Regions from separate parts of the Sus scrofa genome. Here region 2 is linked to region 1. Evidence: chromatin contacts called from public HiChIP or PLAC-seq data. All regions are on one chromosome and are shown on one strand. The core of a region is the stretch at or near the end of the contact, and the rest is flanking DNA. Distances in the headings are between cores, read along the strand shown.

Region 1 (6,137 bases), core at 1,402-3,901:
AAAGGTACCATGTAACAGTTTTCCACTTCCCCCTCCACTGATGAAGTATCTGTGGTAATTAAAACATGTAATAATAGGAATCCAAAGGTAAAGATGAAGACAAAGGGTAGAAAATGCATGAGAATGTGAAATAGCGTAGCTGGTTGGGAGAACTGAGTGACGTGAGTAGGTATTAAAGGTTGCATCAAGGGGATAAAGCTAGAAAGTCAGTCAAGCCGCAGCTTATATGGGGTCTGCTGTGACCCAGAGACTGTTTCCACATAAGTTTTGAGACGTCATGAAAGTTTTTAAGCAGGAATCGGGCCAGATCATCCTTTAAAAGGACAGTGATTCATAGGTAAGGCTCAAAACAAGAGAACTGGTTAAGAGCCTGTTGTGGCAATCCAGAAAAGAGATACTATTGACGTAAAATCCATCATCTGTGGCCAGATAAAGAGGAAACCAATTCAAGAATGGTAAGAGGTCGAATCCTCCAGGCTGAATGACCACTTGGGCTGTTCCTTGCTTGTTTATGACATTGGTAAAATTTGGCAGACTGATGGCGGCTAAGACATTTCCCACAGCTATGACAGTGTCCCACTTTGCTTTTATTGGTAGAGACAGTGGTGATTAGATGGGAAGGTAAAAATGATTCTCAAGTTGCTAGCTTGTTTTACCCTGTGCATTTTGTGTTAATTATCTCTGTGCATGCGGGTTTGTGTGTGAGTGTGCATGTGTGAGTGTGTGACTGCCTAACATAGGTACCTGGCACTGAGCACAATAATACACATTTTAAATGAACATCTAAAAATAATAGCTATCACATTTAGAGTGCCTACAAGATATTTATTCATGTGTCATTTCATTTCATGATCATTTTGCAGATTCACAGTCATCTAGGGACACCTATTTAGATGGAGCTGGGATACAAACCCACATCCACCAGACCTGAGGGCCCCATGTCATTACCATTACGCTGACTTGCAAGGAATGGATAAAGGAATGATGGCTGTCATGGTGGGAGAAATTTCAGGACGGGACCAGTGAGGAAGCTCAGCTTTGTAAAGAATATACAAGATATTTTGGTAGCTTTAGCTGTGATTTATTGCCTGTTTCACAGCTAAATGGATGAAAGAAGGTGGAGAAAAGAAACTTTTCTTTTTTAAATCTAAACAATGAAGAACACTTTTGGTACTTTATTCTTGGGTAAACATGACTGATTGGGAAGACATTTGTTATTCTAGCTAACCCAGACCTTTAGAGTTGACCCAAACACATGTTCCCTTTTGTATTCCTCATTAAAATAGTAAGTCTCCTGCATCATGGCCTTTCCTAGTTTTGGAATCTGTTTTAAGACAGAGTAATATACAGCATTTGTAATATGACCTAATATACTAAGGCTGATGCTCCCTGGATAATAGGCAGTTACTAAAGAGTACTGTTTTCTGCATTTCTTGGTTTGGGCCGGTTTGACTTTCTAGACTCAATGGCTCTGAATCCCATCCCGTTTGGCTACATCACCTTGAGAATGACATTAGTATTTTCTCCCTGATTTTCACCCCCAATTTTCTCTCTCGTTCACTTTGCACTTATTTTTATCACCAGCATTGTTTGCCAACAAACACCAGCAAACAGCAAGGAGAGCCAGAGAGCAGCCAGTTTTGTATTTTTCTTCCTGGTGAGGGTTCTGTGCCTAGTCCTTCTAGGTAACTTTGAAAACAAAAAAATCTGTTCTCAGGATATTTATTAGTTAGATTTGCTAAGATTAACCTTGGATGTCCTTAGTGGTTTAACGTATGTAGTTTAACGAATGCAGACCTTTAAAACTATATAATTAGATTAAGTGCTGTATTTTTTTCAGATTTCAATACGCCGTTATATACTCAGGCAAGGAAAATTATTGCTAAGAAGAGACGCTTGAAAAGTCAGTAAATAATATGTTGTGCTTAACAAACAAAAAAGCGGTTGGCTCTGTTTTCTTCTTTTGGGGTTTATTTTGAATGTTTTTGAAAGAAACGTTAATTCGCAGAGCACTGGTTTCCTCCCTGTCAGTTGTCCCAGTTTTTACTGTTGTTGTTGTTTGTTTTTTCTAAACGATGGTAAAGCTTTGCTATATGTACCTTTTTTTTTTTTTTTTTTTTTTTTTTTTGCCCCTAGACGTTGGACATTTTGGAAACTGGCTAAAGCTTATCATTGGGCTTTTAGGAGTGTTTTCAAAAGAGGTAATCATTTGATTGTTTGGAATTTTTTATACAAAATCTATGTAGAGAGTCATCTTTAATGATCTAATAATTGAACCACTAAAGGGAAGAACTCCCATATTTAAATTAAATATTTTAGTAAGCATTCTCTTGTTTAATTTAGCTTTAATTGCATTATTAATTGTCATGAACAAGATATTCCTAGGGAAAGAGCCAAGCAGATCAGCTAATTGCAGCTTTTTACTGCTTTGAATGATAAAGTGTCTTTGATTTGGTACTGAGCCAGGAGGGCTTGATTGATAATATCTGTCTCAGATGTCACCCTGGGAGAAAAGAATAAAACCTCAGTAGACTTGGTGCATTGCAGCTGTCTCCGCTGCTCCAATTTCTCTGTCCCATTGACGTCATTGAGAGGTTTCAAACCAGTCCAGAGTGTCTAGTAAACCTGCACAGAAATGAAATGAAGAAACAGAAAAACACTGATTCATAAGCCAGCCCTCACTCCAGAGAGGTAGCTGTTATATTTTCTCGGATCATAGGCAGACTTTTTCTGCCTCCCTGCACTTAAAAAAATTATTAAAATGTCAGTGGCTATCCAGAAATGTGGGAAAGCCTCAGACAAGGAATGTGAGTTGCATAAGCCCTTCTAAAAGCAGATTATGTCTCAATGGGCCACATTTGTCCAGGGTACTCAGATAACATAACCTGCATGCAGCTTGTCTGTCACACCAGGAATATCTGAAGGAGAAAGTGACAAGGGAACTGGCTTTCCCTGGGGGCAGGGCTGGTCTAACCAGGCACCCATTTCCTCCTCTCTCTTCACACGCAGCCTTTTGTGCTGAGCTCTAAGTGAAGGGCACCCAATGAGCGGAGTTACAGTATTTTCCAAGGAAGATGACAAACTCTCACAGTTGTATTTTTTTTTTTTTTAATGAATTTAGCAGAGAGAAAATACACAGGAGGAAGCAGAGGAGGGAAAAAAAAAAAAACCATTTGGCAATGTTTTTCTTTTTTTAAAGCTGCTTTGTCAGCTTAATACATTATACATTAAGTATATGATAAACGCTCAGCCTCAAAATAACTTATAGGAAATCTTTTCTACGTGCTGTAGCAGGGAAATTTTTCTTAAAATATGTGTCCAAATACTGATTTTTCTTTCTTTCTTTCTTTCTTTTTGCCTTTTTAGGGCTGCACCCATGACATATGAAGGTTCCCAGGCTAGAGGTTGAATAGGAGCTACAGCTGCCGGCCTACACCACAGCCACAGCAACACAGGATCCGAACCACATCTGTGACCTACACCACGGCTCATGGCAATGCCGGATCTTTAACCCACTGAGCGAGGCCAGGGATCGAACCTGCATCCTCATGGATGCCAGTCAGATTCATTTCCACTGAGCCACGACAGGAACTTCTAATTTTTTTTTCCTCTGCTGGCCACTGGAACTGCTGGCAGAAGGAGAATGCCTCCTTTACCCTTCATATGCATACCCTGGCCTCATGCTCCAGCAGGCCTGGCAGGGAAAGACTCACCATGATTGGGTAGCTTCCATTTCTTATTGAGCCAACAAGCTACATGGCACACGATTGGAAAAGAGCTGAATCTTTATAACATCTGAAGTTCATAAAACATCCCTTTCATTTTTTCACTTGAAGTCTGACAGACAACCCTGTGAGGTTCATAATGTAATTGTCATCACTTTACAGATCCTGCCTGAGGTACTCATCTTGTAAAAGGCAGGGCTCAGATTCCAGTCCATATTTTTGGAACGCTACCTCCACCCTCTGCTTTCTTTACTGTATGTTCAAGGAGGTAGTAGTTTTTTTTTATCTTATTGAGACAGGCTGAGACCTGGGACCCTTTGCTGCAATGGCTGCAAAGTTTGCACCTAGATAAACGTCTCCTCAGACAACAAAATACAAAGAAATTATAAGGGACTAAAAATAACTGCACACATGTGTAGTTGGGGTAAATTATGGTCAGGAAGATGCAAAAAACCTAAAAACCCAACTGCCCCTTCTAGAAGTTTGGAGAGTAAAAGCAGGTCACTACACATGCCCCTTACACACACGACCACCAAAGCAGTAGGTAGACCACCTAAGCCCCCCCTCTGACAGGACCATGGACCCACCCCTGTCCTCCTCCCATAAAACCAGCCCACACCCCCTTTGGGGAGGGAGTGAGCAAAGGAATGTGTTGCTTGTTTTTGCTCTCCCTTGCTGCAACAGGGGCCCCAATAAAGACTTGCCTGAATTTGTTGCCTGGCCTCTTGTCAATTTCTCTTGATTAAGGAAGACCAAGAACCCAGGTCACATTATGACCAATCTTTGGGAATTCCTTCAACTTAACAGATAGGTGTTGACCATTTACTACATGTGGTAGGTGCTTTATGGTAAAACTACGTAAGACACAGTTGTTGGCCTTAGGGAACGTAGAATACTGGGGCTAAGACACTGATCCACATATACCTACATTACAAGGCAGAATAAGATAGGTGTATAAGTCGAAGTCATGGTGTCTGATCAGTGCGTTTGGAATGAAGTCCTTCAGGATTTATATGAAATCAGCCTTCACATGCTAATGTAAATGCAGCATATACATTACGAAATGCTAACACATAAATCCGGGAGGACTGGTAGTATTTCAAAAGATAAAGATGGTGGGTGCAGCCATGTGGGCAGAGGGACCAGCAGGAACAGAGTCTAACAGGCAAGGTGGTCTGAGCAGGTGGCAGGAATGAGACAAAGGATCTTACTTTGAAACGGAAGGCTGGGATCTGGTGAAAGTTCAGTTAAGGCCATTATCGGCAGAGTTTAAATGCCAGGGAGAGGAGTTTGTAATAATGAGACACTTAAATGCTTTAATATAGGGACTAAAACCATTAAATCTGTGCCTTAGTGTAAGTGGTTAAGCAGCCATGTGTAAGGTACATGAGAGAATAGAAAAGCGAACTCACGGTACCAGTTAGGGGTTTCCATAGACTTGGGGTGGGTAGGGTGCAGTTTAAGGAAATAGGATGTAGGGCTATAGGAATTCATTCATTTGTTTGAAAGTATTTATTGAGCACCTACTATGTGTCAGGCACTATTCTAGGTAAGAGAGTATGACAGACTTATAAGCTGCCTATCTCATAGGTCTTTTACTCTATAAAGGGAAAAATGGAGAGGAGATAATTTTCCAAGGACAAAGGGCCTGGAACTAACAAGTGGTTCTGAATGGAAGAAGAGTCAGTGCTGACTTGGAAAGTCCTCTACCAAGAGAACATGTCCCACAGCCTGTTTGCTTAAAAGTGCCCTTCTTCTAAAAGTCAGCCCTCTTTTGGCACTGCAGTAACACTTCACATGGGCATGATATGGCTCAACGCATGAAGCGCTACATCATTATTATAAAGTTTGCATGGGATTTTTTTTTTTTTTAGTGCATTTTCATTCTAACAAAATAGAAACATTTCAGTATGTTTAATTGGGTAAATTGCTTTCCATTTTACTTTCAAACCAGAGTCAAAATACATTTCCTTCTTTCTTCCTTCCTTCCTTTCTCTTTCTCTCTCTCTTTCTTTCTTTCTTTCTTTCTTTCTTTCTTTCTTTCTTTCTTTCTTTCTTTCTTTCTTTCTTTCTTTCTTACTTTCCTTTCTTCTTTCCTTCCTTCCTTCCTTCCTTTCTTCCTTTCTCACTTTCTTTTATGACTGCACCTGCAGCATATGGAAATTCTCAGGCTAGGGGTCAACTCGGAGCTGCAGCTGCTGGCCTAAGTCACAGCCACAGCCACAGCAACACCAGATCCAAGCCACATCCGTGACCTACACCGGATTGCAGTGCAGTGCTGTATCCTTAACCCACTGGGCGAGGCCAGGGATTGAACCTGCATCCTCATGGATACTAGTTGGATTCTTAACCTGCTGAGTCATAACAGGAACTCCAGGAATGTTATTTCAAAGGAACATTGCTTGGAATTTA
Region 2 (6,137 bases), core at 2,484-4,983, 85 kb before region 1:
GCACACTTAATCAAGTGCAGCTTTGCAGTTTATCTTTTACTGTTGTTTTTTGGCTTGTTTTCTTTGTTACTCTCTCCTCTGCTCAATTTTCTTGTCCTTGAAAACAGAGAGGCCCCCTTTTTTTCTTTCTAGGGACCTTGCTTATAAATAGTAGGATTAACTTAAACCTAACTGAATAGCTACTTGTAGTGACCTGAAGAGTAAATATTTATGAAGTGCAAGGTGTGTAAAAGTTAACTGGTTTCCATTACTTCTGCTTTTCTTTTGACAGGACTTTTTTTTTTTCCAAGGCCCATTCCTGTTTTCCCAAGTAAGCGCATAGGCTTTGGCATCAGAAGGCATAGGCAGTTTTAAATCCTGGCCCTGTCATTTTTCTAGTTAAGTAACCCTAGGTAAATTGCCTGAACCTGCTGTGCTTCATTTTAAATGCAGATAAAAACAGTATCTACTCTATAGGACTTTTGTTAGGATTGTAACAAGGTATTGAATGTAAAAAGTCTTACAAAATGCTCGGTAGAAAGTGTTCAATGCATGTTCACGCTTTTTATTTGTGACAGTCATTGATGTCATTTATTTTTTCATTCAGTTTATCTTCCATGAATAAAATTTATTCATGAATTAATTATTCATTAATAAAATGCATTTTAAAATATCATGATTATCTTCTGTGCTTGAAATACCGTGCTAGACACTGGTAAGCAAGATAGAAATGTTGCTTTCAGAATCTGGTGGGAGATAAAGACAAACAACAGGCAATTTGTAGAACAATTACTATTATCAGATTTGACCTTTGACTCATTCATCTCCCCTGTATAGTCAGTCACAAAAATCCTTTCTAAAGAAAGTAAAGAAATATTTTCTTTAAAGTGTTTCCAAGCCTCCCCTTTGCAGTCCTCTGCCACCTCCCTCATCCTGTCCTTTGTCACTATGCCTGTTATCACAACAGCCTTCTAGTTAGTGTCCAGGCCTGCAGTATTTTCTTCTTCATTCCCTTCCTCTATGACCGCATTAATCTTTTTTAAACACTGCTTTCATCATGTCACTGCCCTGTTCAGTGACTCTAAATAGCTTATTTGTTCCTCCTCTGTCAAGTCCAAAGTAACTTAAAAGACCACCCACCATTTGTCCCCTATGTCATTATGTTTGCCACTTCTCAGGATGTAGCAGCTGCTGTAGGAGGCAAGGAATCTACATGCCGGAGATGCTAAACCTCACCTCCAGACTTCTCATCATTGGAAATGGCCAAGTTTCAGTGCTTATCATGTGCTAGGCACTGTAGAGCTGTGTTACAATTTATCTTTATTTATTTTTTATCAAAGTGCGACTCGTCATAGACTACACTATCCTGATTTACAAATCAGGAGAAGGAGTCTGAGAGGCAAAGGGCTTTAGCTATGTCAAGCCAGGACCCAAGTTTATGTCTGTTTCACCTCAACTTTCTCTTCTGTTCATTGTGCCTGTACTCCTTGCTGTGCTCTGCACTATACTCTCCATTCCGTCCTCTACTCCAGATGCCATACTTCATTTGGCCCAGAATGTTCCTCCTTCTGTTCTATTAACCTAAAATCTTTTTTTTTTTTTTTTTGGTCTTTTTGCTATTTCTTTGGGCTGCTCCCGTGGCATATGGAGGTTCCCAGGCTAGGGGTCCAATCGGAGCTGTAGCCACTGGCCTACGCCAGAGCCACAGCAACGCAGGATCCGAGCCGCGTCTGCAACCTACACCACAGCTCACGGCAACGCTGGATCCTTAACCCACTGAGCAAGGGCAGGGACTGAACCCGCAACCTCATGGTTCCTAGTTGGATTCGTTAACCACTGCTCCACGACGGGAACTCCTATTAACCTAAAATCTTAAATTCTCTCTATAACCTAGGTGCTAGTTCAAGTCCGATTTCTTTTGGAAAATGCCTAATTCTTCTTGCCGTCAGATTTCCTTCATCCCTGAACTCTTGCAATATTAACCATCAGTACCACCTTGTTCCTAACATTTTCCGCTTGCACTTTGTTCTCTGGTTCTGTGTGTTCCAGGCTTCTTTCCCCAGCTGCACTGTCAGTACCTTAAGGGCAAGCACTTTGTCTTACTTTATAATCCTTCAGATGAGTTGCAGTTTTTCTGAGCATCAGGCAGATATATAATACATGCTTATTGATAGGAGCATTTGTCATCCTTAGCATTTGAGTTATCTTGTTGTCTTAGGTCCAGATGGGCAAGACAGGAAGGCGTCAGTTCTATTTCATTCCATTAAAAAAATTAAGGCATCCTACAAGAGATACGAGAAATAGAACAAGAGAATATTTGAATGAAAGAAAATAGAAAATTCATACTGGGGTCAGTGTTGCTGGGAATGTGACTTAAAACATATAGCCTGATACTAGAGGTAGACTCTGCTTCCTAGCAGTCAAAGGCAAAAACAGAAGCCTTCTCTCTTATAAAATTCAGTGCCCATGAGATAAAAGACAAATCAATTGCTCATGAGCGGTAAATCTATTTTTGGTATCAAGAGCAGACACTAATTTCTCCCCAAGGAGAAATTAAGAGGAAATTGGGTAAATTAGTGAACAACATCCTTGCCAACATCATTACAGTAGTTACAATAAAGAGTTTCATAGGAATCTTTCTTATAATGACTCTGAGTCTAGCCAGTGACATCATTAGCAACAAAGTAAAATATAGTAAGAAAAAAATCTCACGTGGGGGCAGGGCAAACATTGTGGTTTTACCCCCCAGTCACCTCATAAATACTGTAGACATCTGGAGACTCACATATAGGAGTTGAGGGATGGCATGGCTCCAGTGGAATCAGATATGGTAGACCTCACCAGTTTTTCCACTCTTTTTTCAGATATAGGGTGGTGCCTTCATCCTGCTGGGGACTCTCTCTGGATTTGGTAGACATTTGGAGCAGGATTCTCCCTGATGCAAATTAGGTGGAGTGTCATAGCCCCAGAAAATTTTGCTGAGATTCTAGGTCCAGTTCTTAACAAGGACTAATCAAGAATCCTAGGTTAGCCCTGCCATGCACACAGAGTTAGGGCCAAAATGGTGGAGAATGTGGGATTAGCTTGATAGATTTCTGGGTGTACTGACTCAAACCAGGATATACCAAATCTTAGGGTTGGTGAAGATGGGGCTGCAAACATACCTGTGCCAGGGCTGTGTTCTCATTTGTTCTCTTTGTTCTCATTGGGTGGTTCTCAGTGTGTGGGACTGAATCACCTGGAGGTGTTTGTCAGCATACACCATCATGGCCCATCCGGGACTTACTGAGTCAGTAGCTCTGGCACAGATCTCCGGTAGCTGCATATTTTACAACTCCCAAGTGATTATCATGTAGGTTAAAATTTGAGAGCCATTGATTTAGGGACCAAGTAGGCGAGAACCTACAGGCTTCAGGCATAAGTCTACTCTTAGGCTGATTTGGACCTGACATTAGACATAGGCCATTTTAATGGGACTTAGAAGATTAGATACCATTAAATTTTTATGAAACATAGAATGATGAAGTGCTTTGGAACAAGTCATTGAATTTAAAAAAAGGATTTTTATGAGAGAAGTACAGACAGGGAAATTAAGAAAGTCTTTTAATAATGGGAGAAGGTACAAATTTAATGAATGGAGAAGTTTTATATGAGCTAGAAGCACTTCCTGCCATTTACTTTCATATGAAGCAGCTCTAAGAGCATCTGAGAAGTTCTATTTTGGGAGAAGGGAAATCTAGAGTGGCTCTACATGCAGCCAAGGAAATAATAACTTGGCAGCAAATGAATACAGAACGATAGGTTTCCATAATAAGCAGAATGGCTGGGCACTCTGATTTCAGAAATTTCTCCTGGATTCTGGATACATTTTACCAGCATAAGCACAAAGATCCAGGGCATGCAGTGCTCACTGCTCTTGGTCTTGACAGGTTAGGGGGAATCATGGTAGGCTTTGTTTGTGTTACCCTCAAAAATAAGTGTTTTGACTGCAAGTTTGTGCAGCTGTTGTTTGTGATGAGGGCCTCAGCCCACGCTGCTACTTGTTGTGTTATTGTTTCATGTGTTTGTTGTAGTGATTTTAAATAGAGAACGAAAGGATTTGGGGGAAAGGTTTGAACCAAAGCAATCAGACAACTTCAGTAATGAAATGCTACCCAGGCTTTGGCGATAGGAAATCTGTGCAATCCCACTGCTAATGTTACTCTCGCTATAGGGATTCATCGAGCCTATTTTATCAGCTCAGCGGGGTTCAGAGCCTCTCTTCTCTGAAGGGAAACAAGCAGAATTATCACCAGGGTAATGAAACACACCCCTCCCACGTTTATGGAGTGTTTTATTAAAAGCATGTTGCACTTATTATCAGTTGCAATAAGTGGGTATAAAATGCCAGAATAGCTCTCAAGGGAAACACTTTCCCTTGTGCTAAATTAAAATTCTTCAGAGAGCATGCAGTCAGGTGTGATGTTAATATTTGGGGCTCTTTGCTACCTGAGATTTTCATAAAAGGGTTTGGTAGGTGTTGTCTTGAAAAGGATCAGCAGAGTTTGAAAGCCACCTGACCAAGGCCAGTAGTTCACTGTGACCTTCTTTTAGAACCATTCTCTGCTTCCTGATATCCCTTACCCTTAAGTTTATGTTCTTACGTCACTAATCATTAAAGAATTCTAATTAGTAAAAGTGTCAGTAACATTTTATTTACTAATACTGCTGATAATCACCTTTTACTTTTTATATCTTAATTCTTTATTTTGCCAATGACAGTCTCACAATTTACTTAGCTTCTAAAATTTTTAACTCAGAAGTACTGTTTGCAAACCTCACCATTAGTTCCATCCAATTAGCGTTTCATTCTCCAGCTCATCTCTATCCCAATTCTTTCAAAACTTTAGGGCTGATGTTAAGTTCTAGGACAATTAATTCCTACCCGAGCATGTAGTCTGGCAGAGGAGATAGACTTGTAAAGGAATAATTCCAATATAGTGTGATAAGGATAATAATAGAAGTGTTTCAAGAGAGAAGTGTAATTGAGAAAAGTGATATTTGAGTTGGAGCTTAAAAAAGTCAAATGGAAATTCACCAAATTGTAAAGGGGCAAGTGCTCATGCAGGGAGAGACCTACACAGACAACGGCACAGAGTCATGGAATGGTAGACTGTTTGAATGACTGGTAGCTTTATGCTTATGAAGCGTGGGTTGAAGGGCAGAAGATGAAGCTAGAAATACACGACCCAAATTGTGAGTTTCACACAATTGGGCTTGAACTTTTTTCAATGGGTGTTATAAGGCCAGTCAACAGCTTTTAAGTAGGGAAACCAGATTTTAAGACACATCTTAGAAAGATTACTCTAGCAGAAGGATGCATAATGATTTGGAGCAGACCAGACTGAAGGTAGGGAGATCAGGTAAGAGGCTGTGGCAATAGCTCTGAAAATAGCTGAGGGGAACTACAATTTAGGCCGGGGGGGGGGGTGTTGCTGAGCAAAGATCAAGTGAACTTGGTAGTCAGCTGTCTGAAGCGGAGAGGAGAAGAGAGAAGAGAACACCATGAATCTGAGGTTTCTAACTTGGGGCCTTGGCTAGAGCTGTGTCAGTTGCAATTGCAAGAATATCCCTGAGTTATATTTTAAGGATAGAAAATTAATAAGTTCACTTTTGGAATGATGAGTTCTGAGTACTTTAGTCACCCAAGTGCAGATGTCTAGTATTCAGTTAGATGAAGAGGCCAGGAGCTCAGGAAAAAAGTTTTGACGGGAGACTTAGATTGAAAATGTGGGGACTTACTATTGGCCAGCCTGAATCATGATTTCGTAATGCTAGTAATAAACCTATTTATGCAACTTTATTCCCTAAGTTCATTGAGATGTTCTACTCTCATAAGTCTTCAGTGTTTTTATACCTTCTGCTGCTGTATCAGATCGACTCTATGCTGTACTTGTAGTTCTGTATTTTTCACCTTAAATGAAGGTGAGACCTCTCCATTTTTCTTTTTTTCTCAGTGTCATTCTACTGAGTCTTTAATAAGATGAAGTGGAGAGAACTTAGAGGCGTAGAAATCACCAGAGCTTTTCACGAATGTTCCAGTTCTTTTCTTCTGTCTGGAGTAGTAGGCTTAAACCCTTTGCCTCCCCCTGCCCCCACCAGATAGATTTAGCTCTGTG

What was found. HiChIP or PLAC-seq counts read pairs in DNA pulled down with a chosen protein or histone mark.
Region 2: an H3K27ac HiChIP or PLAC-seq map of skeletal muscle shows a contact between it and region 1. The contact joins two enhancer-like sites. A contact is called at or near these places in 3 of 47 Hi-C or Micro-C datasets (embryonic fibroblasts, epiblast stem cells and skeletal muscle) and 1 of 2 datasets of contacts at active chromatin or transcription factors (skeletal muscle).

The regions. Positions count from the first base shown.
Region 1 is chr6:146,359,200-146,365,336 of Sscrofa11.1, reverse strand. All of the region lies in intron 4 of PDE4B (phosphodiesterase 4B), which reads left to right. The region is part of intron 5 of LOC102162258 (a long non-coding RNA gene); the gene reads right to left. Among named protein-coding and RNA genes, the nearest start is that of SGIP1, 310 kb to the right of the region's middle. Within about 2 kb of position 2,651, at least 14 of the 83 cell types and tissues checked have an H3K27ac peak or open chromatin away from gene starts, as enhancers often do. A contact at or near this core is called in skeletal muscle, where this site is marked.
Region 2 is chr6:146,445,502-146,451,638 of Sscrofa11.1, reverse strand. All of the region lies in intron 4 of PDE4B (phosphodiesterase 4B), which reads left to right. Among named protein-coding and RNA genes, the nearest start is that of PDE4B, 270 kb to the left of the region's middle. Within about 2 kb of position 3,733, at least 3 of the 83 cell types and tissues checked have an H3K27ac peak or open chromatin away from gene starts, as enhancers often do. A contact at or near this core is called in skeletal muscle, where this site is marked.